Linked DNA regions of Sus scrofa: region 2 is linked to region 1. A link is a contact called in public promoter capture Hi-C data. All regions are on one chromosome and are shown on one strand. The core of a region is the stretch at or near the end of the contact, and the rest is flanking DNA. Distances in the headings are between cores, read along the strand shown.

What was found. Promoter capture Hi-C pulls out the DNA fragments that hold promoters and counts their contacts.
Region 2: a contact with region 1 is called in a promoter capture Hi-C map of fetal liver, with 2.7 times the contacts expected there. The contact joins the promoter of MRPL28 here to the promoter of METTL26 in region 1. A contact is called at or near these places in 1 of 5 promoter capture datasets (fetal liver), 1 of 47 Hi-C or Micro-C datasets (liver) and 1 of 2 datasets of contacts at active chromatin or transcription factors (alveolar macrophages).

Annotation. Positions count from the first base shown.
Region 1 is chr3:41,131,357-41,136,251 of Sscrofa11.1, forward strand. It overlaps METTL26 (UPF0585 protein C16orf13 homolog), which reads left to right and starts at 2,890. Exons shown (of 6, transcript XM_021086912.1): 1 at 2,890-3,181; 2 at 3,341-3,503; 3 at 3,718-3,777; 4 at 4,017-4,084; 5 at 4,175-4,253; 6 at 4,330-4,524. The coding sequence starts at 2,985. The coding sequence ends at 4,377. MCRIP2 (MAPK regulated corepressor interacting protein 2) reads right to left here and starts at 2,093. Exons shown (of 7, transcript XR_002342465.1): 1 at 1,977-2,093; 2 at 770-914. It overlaps TRNAG-CCC (a tRNA gene), which reads left to right and starts at 2,508; the gene lies at 2,508-2,578. It overlaps WFIKKN1 (WAP, Kazal, immunoglobulin, Kunitz and NTR domain-containing protein 1), which reads right to left. Exons shown (of 2, transcript XM_021086907.1): 2 at 4,844-4,895.
Region 2 is chr3:41,327,358-41,332,470 of Sscrofa11.1, forward strand. MRPL28 (39S ribosomal protein L28, mitochondrial) reads left to right here and starts at 3,055. Exons shown (of 5, transcript XM_005655127.3): 1 at 3,055-3,765; 2 at 4,355-4,507; 3 at 4,756-4,890; 4 at 4,977-5,063. The coding sequence starts at 3,478. TMEM8A (transmembrane protein 8A) reads left to right here. Exons shown (of 12, transcript XR_002342470.1): 9 at 1-990; 10 at 1,206-1,322; 11 at 1,619-2,726; 12 at 2,998-3,073.

The DNA of each region.
Region 1 (4,895 bases), core at 1,640-4,139:
GTCCAAAACTGAGACAACATCATTTTTTTTCTTTTTCTTTTTAGGGCTGCACCCGTGGCATATGGAGGTTCCCAGGCTAGAGGGCTAATCGGAGCTACAGCTGCCGGTCTACACCATAGCCACAGCAACGCGGGATCTGCGCCATGTCTGTGACCTACACCACTGCTCACGGCGACACTGGATCCCTGATCCACTGAGCAGAGCCAGGGATCAAACCCATATCCTCTCGCTACTAGTCGAATTCGTTTCCACGGCGCCTTGACAGAACTCCCAATACATTTTTGATTTCAGCCATCAAAAGTTGAGGTCATTTGTTACAGAAACTCTAAGAAATTAAGAGACTGAGGGATGGGGTAGCGGGTGAGGGAATGGAGGGAAGCGTTGGGGGCTTGGAGGAGGCTCAGGAATGGTGGGCACACAGGCCTGGACCTCAGGAGAGAAGCCGGGCCCTACTGTTGGCTCCAGACATCATGGGGCAGAACGGGGGACTTTGTCCCCAGCCCTCGGGAGGTGAGTGCGCCTAGGGGAGAGGGCACTTCCGGCGCCCAGGACGATCCTCAGGAGACACACCCCCAGGAGGTGCCACTGAGCACAGCCCGGGTGCGGGGCACCTCCAGGCCCAATGTTCAGCGTCCCTCGGGAGAGACCTGGACCCACCCAGAGTCTGACACACATTCAGGACTTTGCAGAAAATGTGTGCTCACACGTGTGCCCTTGGCTCACACATGCTCACAAGCATGTGTTCACGCACACGCTCCCAGAGCCTCACCCCTTGGCCGTGTCCAGCTGCTCCCGTCCCAGGCTCTGAGCTCCGTGAGTGTGGAAGGTGTGCGTCAGGTCACACAGTGTCCAGTCCAGAGCGATGCCTCCAGGGTGACGAGGGTGGCGGGCAGAGGGCCACCTGAGGTCCAGGGCTGGTAAATGGAAGACACTGCTGGGCCTTTGCCCACTTCCTCAAGCAGCCCACACAACATGGGGGAAGCAAGGAAATCTGTGGGTCTCAGGCCCCTCCCCTCCTCTTTTTTTTTTGGTTCTTTTTAGGGCCATACCCATCTCATTATGGAGGTTCCCAGGCTAGGGGTCGAAGTGGAGCTGCAGCTGCCAGCCTACACCACAGCCACAGCCGTACGGGATCCGAGCCGAGTCTGCGACCCACACGGCACGGCAGCTCACCCTTAACCCGGTGAGCAAGGGCAGCGATCGACCCTGCACCCTCGTGGTTACCCACTGAGCAAGACAGGAACTCTGCTCCTCTCAATCTCATCACTCGGGAAGTCTCCAGAATTTTCAAAGCGCTGTCCCAGGAGCCAGGACAAAGGCCGAATAGCTAATTCGTACTCTATGACAATATCACAGCATGGCCCATGCCCAAGAGTGCCATGTGAAGCCCCCAGGAAATCTGGTGCCTCCTGAGGGGGCGAGGAGGGCTGGGGGACCTGGGTGCTGAGGCCTCAGGTGACCACGGGTCATCAGCAGTGGGCAGGGAGTCACACCGAGGGATACCTCGTCTCCACCTTGAGACAGACAAGGTGCTCGGCCAACACACGGGAGGCGAGGCGGAGGGTGAGGAAAGGGTCTGGAGAGCTCAGTGCCCTGAAGCGGGAAAGCCGGAAAAAGGGCCTTAAGGAGAAAGGCCAAAGGCGCGGTCCGGAGGCCTGGAAGCCCGCCCACTGGGCGGAACCGTCCCCGGAGGTGCGTCCAGACCGGCCACCCCCACAGCGCGTCACCTCCCTGAGCTGCAAGATCCTTCTCCCGGTCGGACCACGCTCACAGGCCCCTGTCGCCACCCTGCACGCCCCCCTGACAGCAACCCGAGGCTCACGGCCCATCCCGGGGGCCGTCCACAGAGCGCTCGCCGGAGCGACGGCGGCTGCGGCGAGGCGGGGGTCTCGTGCGAGAAAAAACGCCCAGCAAGGGAGAGGAGCTACGCCGACGGCGGGGCATGGCCTTCCGCCTGTCAACAGCCTGCTTGAGACCTGGGCCCCGAGAAGCCGAGCAGCGAAGCATCTTTGGACACAACAAGTCGGCCTCCCCCTTGACTCAGAGGTCGCCGGCCCCTCGCAGCATCGGCGAAAAACCCTGGGCGCGCGCGGGTCACCTCAGCGTCACAGACCCTGGAGCCGCGCAAGCTCAGTTCCTTCAGGTCGGGCCCGCCCCGTCCAGAGCCCCACCCACCCGTGAGCCCTGCCAAGCACAGACCCGCCCACCCACGAAGCCCCGCCCTCACAACTTCCGGAATGCCTCAGTTGCCATGGTTTTCAAGGCGCGAACGCCGCTCCAGGCGTCCATAAAACCTCAGCCCCACTCCGTCTCCTTGAGGGCCGGGTGCCCAAACGGTACCGCGAGATCCCCGGTCAAGCCCGGTGTTCCTGCTCCTGCTGCGGGCGCGGCGGAGGCGCGTGCACTCTGATGTCTCTGCGCGAGCGGAGCCGGCTCGGCGGGGTGAAGGGGGGGAGGGGATTTGCGTCACAATCTCCTAAGTCTCTGGGAGAAACCTTTAAGCAACAGCGCCGCTGGTGTAGTGGTATCATGCAAGATTCCCATTCTTGCGACCCGGGTTCGATTCCCGGGCGGCGCAGGCTTTTCTTTCTCCGGTGTTTTTTTCCCACCATCTCAAAAAATGGACTCTGATCCTAAAAAGATTAATGAAGAAGAGAAGGAAAAAAAAAAAAAAGACGAGAGAGAAGCATCCATTCTGGTGCGACACGAACAAGACAATTTTGGAACAATGAGCTCTATGAAAATGCTAGGACAGCCACGGCCAGAGGGTGCTGAGCTTTTGGGCTCCTGCAAAGCAATGACCCAAACTCTAGCCCAGACCCTCACCAGAAGCCCCCGCGCGCTGCGCGCCCTTTAAGGCGCGACGCCTGTGCTCATTTTCCCGGGGTGGGGCGGGCGGCGGCTGCGCGGCGGGCGGGTCTCAGACGCGCCCAGCGGCGCGGGACTGCATCGTCACTAGGGCCCCAGGCCGCAGGACTGAAACCATGCTGGTGGCGGCGGCCGCCGAGCGGAACAAGGAGCCCATCCTTCACGTGCTGCGGCAGTATGTGGACCCGACTCAGCGCGGCGTCCGCGTGCTCGAGGTGGCCTCGGGCTCCGGCCAGCATGCAGCCCACTTCGCGCGGGCTTTCCCGCACGCCGAGTGGCAGCCGTCAGACGTGGATCAGCGCTGCCTGGACAGGTGTGGCGGGAAGGCGGGACCCCGGGGGTGAAAGTGGGCCCCGTCCCGCTGCCATGGTTCGCATGCCTTTGTGATTCCTCCAAGCATCTCCTGAGTGGGGGTGCAGGGGCTCAGAAAGGCTGCCCAGGCCACTGCCACCCACGGGCTGCCCTTCTGCAGTATCTCGGCCACGGCTCTGGCCCAGGGCCTAACCAACGTGAAGGCCCCGCTGTACCTGGACGTGACCTGGGATTGGGAGCAGTGGGGTGGGATCCTGCCGCGATCACTGGACCTGCTGCTCTGCATCAACATGATCCACATCAGCCCCCTGAGCTGCACCGAGGTCTGTGGGGCTGTGGGCACACAACCTAGGGGCCACCTGCCGAAGCGATGTGCTGGGAGGGAGCTAGGTGCCAGGTTGGCACGTATGGGAGGCAGGCCATTCGGGCCGGGAGCGGGTGCGGGGAGGTCAGGCTGAGTCTCCAGCCCTGAGCCCAGGGCTCCTGGAGGATCCCGGGGACAGCTCCTCACTGCTGTCTGGCCTCCCACCTCCGCAGGGCCTCTTCAGAGCAGCAGGACACCTGCTTAAACCCAAGGCTGTGCTCATCACCTACGGGGTGAGTGCTCCTGCCCCAGCTGGGCCTCCCCTGGCAGCACCGCCCCAGCCGGCCCTGGGTGTGCCTCACCTGCTAGTCTCCCTGCACCCTCTTGGCTCAGCAGCTGGTCCTCAGCAGTCTCCCCTCTGCAGGGCATGGAGGGAGGTGTCCTTTCCGTCCTGTGGGTGCGCGTCTGTGAGTCTGCCTGGGGGAGGGCTGACCGTGGGCAGCGGGCAGAGTAGTGACCCCCATCTCCACAGCCCTTCGCCGTCAACGGAAAGATTTCTCCCCAGAGTAATGTGGACTTTGATCTGAGCCTCAGATGCAGGTCAGAGCTGGGTGGGTAGGGGGCTTGGTTGGGGGGTCGGGTGGGCTGGGTGACCCCCAGGCCGCTACGCCACCTCCTTCTCTCCTGCAGGAACCCGGAGTGGGGGCTGCGGGACACAGCCCTGCTGGCAGACCTGGGCCAGGCCAGCAGCCTGCTCCTGGAGAGGATGGTAGGTGGTGATGACTGATCACGGGCAGCCTCCCTGGGGACCAGGGCAGTTTCTCCAGCCGAAGTATCTTCCCCAGGTGGACATGCCAGCCAACAACAAGTGTCTGATCTTCCGAAAAGAGTAACCCCTCCTCCTCCGGCATGCCCACGTCCCTGGGACAGAGCCAGACCACCAGCCTCTGCCTCCCCGGGCCACCCAGATGGGGGATTCTTGGCCAGTGGCCACAGGGCTGCTGAGAGCCTGGGAATAAAGTGCTTTCTGCTGTCCCATTGCTGGTATCCGCCATGCCTCCTCCTGGGAGCACCCCTGCAGGGACTAGGTGGGCAGGCTGTATTTCCCAGGATTCCACACACTGGCGACGTGAGGGGTCTGGCTCTGGGTCGGGGCTTGGGGACATCCTGCACTCTGCTGCTCCAGTCAGGCAGCGAGGGGAGGGAGGACCCAGGCACTGCTGTGGCAGGACCAAGCCGGCCACCTGGCCTCCCACCCTGGTGTCCAACTCAGAGGCTGGTCCTCACCCATGCTCCCTGGTGACCTCAGACTGGAGCCAAGACCTCAGGTGGTGGCAGGACCCATAGCACCCACAGGCCTGACGTCCAGGATGCTTTTATTCAATGGCCGGGGGTGGGGGGGCATGGGCCT
Region 2 (5,113 bases), core at 1,805-4,304, 200 kb after region 1:
GCTCCCTCCTGGTGGAGGCCGCTGTCTACACCTACACCATGTTCTTCTCCACGGTAGCCCTGCCCTGCTCCCCGGGGTGGGTGGGCTTGGGGGGAGGGCTGCCTGCCACTCATCGCCCTGCCCTGCAGTTCTACCATGCTTGCGACCAGCCAGGGGATGCCGTGCTGTGTATCCTCAACTATGACACGCTGCAGTACTGTGACTTCCTGGGCTCTGGGGTGTCCGTCTGGGTCACCGTGCTCTGCATGGCGAGACTGAAGGCAGCCCCGAAATACGTAAGTGGCCTCCTGACCTTCTGGCTCTGGGGGAGCGGCGGCCCCCTGTGCACAGCATGTGGAGGGGGAGACTGAAAGGGGGTTCAGCTGCTGCCCTGAGAAGCCTCTGGTTTTGACCAGTCCTTATGGGTGGAGGCTGCCTCTGGGAACCGTGCTGGCTGCCTGGAGGATGCCAGGAAGGGAAAGGTGAGACAGGCAAGGCCCATTCACAGAGGAGGCCTGGGGAGTTCCCTGGTGGTCTAGTGGTTAGGATTCGATGCTTTCACCGTTGCAGCCCAGCTTTAATCCTCGTCTGGGGACCGAGATCCTGCGTTAAGCCACTGCACACTGCAGTCAAAACAAAAAACCCTCTTCGGAGTTCCCGTTGTGGCTCAGTGGTAATGAACCCAGCTAGTATCCGTGAGGATGTGGGTTCGATCCCTGGCCTCACTCAGTGGGTTGAAAGACCCAGCATTGCCGTGAGCTATGGTATAGGTCATAGACACAGCTCGGATCCAGTGATCCCTGGCCTGGGAACTTCCACATGCTGCGGATGCCACCCTAAAAAGCAAAAAAGAAAAGAAAGAAGGCCTGGCCTCCAGCCCTGGGCCTGCCTCCCTGAGAAGCCCCCAGCTGTGCCGTCGGAGTCCCTGAGGCCGAGGACCCTTTGGGGGCATTTCCGCTGTAGCTGGGCCAGCCTGATGGAAACGCGTGTCCTGGTGCCCTGCCTGCCAAGGTCGTGCCTCAGACAGAAATTCGCCTGTGGACAGCCTTGGGGGATGGATGGATCCCAGCCATGCGGGGGCTTGGGGAGGGGCAGACTTCGCCTGCTCTGCCAGCTGGGCACGGGGGCAGTGGGATGGCGGCAGGGCCACTCCACCTGCTCCCGCTGAGCCGTGTGCCGTCCGCCTGGCTCCCACAACCTTGCGGCCTTCCCTTTGTGTCACCCAGGTTCTGTTTCTCCTGGGCACCCTGGTCTTCGCCATGTCCTTGCAGCTGGACCGCAGGGCCGCCTGGAACATGCTGGGGCCGTGCCTCTTTGCCATCGTGGTTATGGTCACCATGTGGGTAAGTGGCTGGGGCAGGGCTGTGGTGCCGCCCAGACGCCGTGCCCTGGCAATCGGGATACATGATCCATAGAGGAGGACAGGGCCTGGTCCCGCCTTCGGGCCATGGTCCGGGTCCTGGGCCCGAACCCTCTGCATCTGCGGAGGGCCCCCTGTGGTTTCATGCCTGAGGCCTGGGGACCCTCAGGTCTTTGTGCGCTTGAACCCCCACCAAGCAGCCCACGCTCCCAGACCTGGGCGAGCCCTTGGCAGCCCTGGTTGCAGCCCCTGCGCCGACACGCAAGTGCTTTCCTCCAGGTGTACCGCTGCGGGCGCCGACGCCGCTGCTACCCGCCCTCCTGGCAGCGCTGGGTCTTCTACCTCCTGCCTGGCATCGCCATGGCCTCTGTGGCCATTGCCATCTACACCGCCATGATGACCAGCGACAACTATTACTACACCCACAGCATCTGGCACATGCTGCTGGCTGGCAGCGCTGCGTTCCTGCTGCCACCAAGGGACCAACACACCGAGCCCTGGGCCTGCTCCCAGAAGCTCACCTGCCACTATGATATCTGCAGGAACCGCCAGGAAGAGCTGTACACAGTGACATGACGTGGCCCGCTTGGGGACACCTGCGGCTTTGATGATTTCTCCGGCCAGGGGCAGGACCAGGGGAGAGGTACCCTGTCCAGATGGATTTCCAGCCGAATAAAATTGCACTGCTGTGCTCTCACTTCCTCCTCCTCCGGAGGCAAGGCCACACCCCCAGCTCCCTTATGCCTACTGGCTGCCAGCTACCCGGTCCCTCTGCAGGGCCCAGCGGGTGTCTGCAGTGGCTCCTGAGGCCTGGCCCTGGCTGCCTGGAGACCACAGGTACCAAGTGGGGAAGCCCCTGTGGTCTGCTGGCCTGGAGATGGTTGGAGGGAAACGTAGAGTAAGATGGCTGTGTCGCCCTGTTCCTGTGTGAGGCTGTGCTCTGGCACTTAGGCTGGTAGCTGTGCCGCCGCGTGGCTCCTTGACCCCTTGTGCCCCAGCAGGATGCCCCCTGCTGATGCATTTGCCACGGGAAGGGGCGATCGTGCCAAGGGAGCTGATGGCACTGGGTGGCCTAAGGGCTAGCTGCCACGAGGGCATGGGGAAGGCTGGCTTCTGGCTGGCTGGCCACCCCTACCCCTTCACGTTGGCTCCAAAACTGGGAGGCCTTCGTGGAGAGGAGGCTCCAAGATGCTCTGGGAGTGCTGGGCTCCCAGGGCACACCTTGTCCCAACTCTACCCCACTGCCCTCTGGGTTCCTGGGCCCTTGTCTAGTGAGCATCTCCTTGAGAAGAGAAGGGGACGGCGGCCACCCTGACCTCGCTCAAACACGTGTCTGCAGAGGGGGCTCCTGGGGACCTGGCCTAACCTCTCTCGTGGTGAAAGCAGGGTAAGGGCTGCTGACCACCCCAGGAGGCCCTCCCTAAGGTAGGCTGCGGGGGGCCACTGTCAGTGTGAGGGTGCTGAGCCCAGGGTGGGTGGGGGCCCGCAGCCCTCTCACCTCTGGACCTGGCATCTTGCCTTCCGAGTCCCATCCAGGATATGGCCTCCCGGGAGGCTTCCCACACCCGCAGTTACCCAGCACTTGGCCACCGTAGCATTCTCCAGGCTTGTAATGGGGAAATATTTATATAAGGTATTTCGGGGGGGGATTTTTTCAGACATTGAAGACATTTTTCTGTAGCTCTGATTTCACTGTGATTGATGAATTTAATATTCTACACTGATGTTTCAAGGTAAAAAGAGTCTTTGCATTGCTTTCTGCGCTCGTTCTGGGAGGAGGGAAGGTGGCCAAGCCTCTGGAAACGGGCCCATTCTTGCCGGCCCCACACTTGCCGACGATCCCTGGGGCTGCCACCATCTCTGCAGGAAGTTTTCCACGGTCCCTAAGGACCAAAGAGGGGGCGGGACGAGCTGGGTAGACGGACTGGCTTGCAGCCAATCAGCGGCGGTTGGAGAGCAGGGTGCCGCGGCACGACTTCCGTTTCCGGCGAGGCCCTGGGCTCCGGAGGCTGGCGCGGCTGATCCTGGCTTGCAGTGGGAGTCACGCGGCTTTGCGCGCGGGGCCGGGGTGAGGGTGTTGTCCCACGTCCGGCCGCCGCGCGTGACCGCGGTCCCTGCCTCCCGCCAGCCTCGCCGCGATGCCCTTGCACAAGGTCCCTGTCGGCCTGTGGAAGCAGCTCCGGCTGTGGGAGGGCATCTATTCCCGCCTGCCCCGGCACTACCTGCGCTCCCTGGAGGAGGCGCGGACGCCCACTCCCGTGCACTACAGGCCTCACGGGGCCAAGTTCAAGATCAACCCCAAGAACTGGCAGCGGGAGCGCGTGGAGGACGTGCCCATTCCGGTTCACTACCCCCCGGAGTCCCAGCTGGGGCTGTGGGGCGGCGAGGGCTGGGTGCTGGGTCACAGATACGTCAACAACGACAAGGTGAGCGAGCAGGACGGGCTGGCGCGGTACCTCCCGGGCCTTGCCGCCCGGCTCCGGCTGGGGTCTGGAGGTACCTGGAGAGGAAGGGGACTCTGCTCGGGAGGAGGGCTTACGGCCCGGCGGACACAGCTCCTTTCAGGATGGGGAGGAGGCCTGAGTCTTGAGAGGGGGTGGGGGGCGAGGCCTAAGGAGACCTGTCGGCTTCACCCTCACCCCCACCTATCCTGACACCGGCAAGGCTGGCACTGCCCTGCCCCCTTTAGAATGGTCGAGAGACTAACCCGGGGGGCAGATCACCCCAGTCCGCCCCTGATGCCCCCAGTGCCTTGCTGCCTCTGATGGGGAACCTGGAGGAGCTGCCGAGCCCTCGGGGTGGGGATTTGTGTCTTTGATGTCTCCTTGGCCTTTGGGCCCTTAGGCTCTGGTTTGGACCGTGAAACCCCGTGGACCCTGCAGTTACGGTTGTGTGTGACCCTGCCACCTCGGCAGGGTCGGGGGAGAAGCGGACCTCTGGGCAGCCAGGCCCCCGAGTGGAGGCTGACAGGTGCAGCTCCCCGGCCCGATGTCACCAAGCCTCTTGCTCCCTCAGCTCTCCAAGAGAGTGAGGAAGGTGTGGAAGCCGCAGCTGTTCCAGCGCGAGCTCTACAGTGAGATCCTGGACAAGCGGTTCACCGTGACCGTGACCATGCGCACCCTGGACCTCATCGACCAGGCCTGCGGCTTCGACTTCTACATCCTCAAGGCAAGGACAGCGGGGTCCCCACTGAGATGTCATCGGCACCCTGTCCCCCCGACCCCCACAGCCCCAGTGGGAGTCCGTCGCTGCGGCAGCCGCCCCGCTTCACCTCCTCTGCTCTCAGACCTTTCTCTGTTCTGGCCCCCGGGTGCTGGGCTGGCCTGGGTGCTGCCAGCAGCTGGCGTGGAGGCTGAAGGGGGCGGGGGGCGGGACCCTGCCTGAAGCACCGGGTCCCATGTGGAGCCTCCTGCCAGACCCCCAAGGAGGACCTGTGCTCCAAGTTCGGGATGGACCTGAAGCGGGGGATGCTGCTGCGGCTTGCCCGACAGGACCCCCAGCTGCACCCGGACGACCCCGCCAGGAGGGCGGCCATCTACGACAGGTACAAGGTAAGGAGTAAGCCTGTACCTCCTGCCTCTCACGGGCCCCTGGCCGGCTGCCCCGGCCTCATCGACCCTGGTCTCTGCCCGCCCAGGCGTTCGTCATCCCCGAGGCAGAGGCCGAGTGGGTTGGCCTGACGTTGGACGAGGCCGTGGAGAAGCAGAGGCTCCTGGAGGAGAAGGTGTGTGTGTGGGAGCACGAGCTGCCGAGTGCCAGCCCCGGGGGGAGGGC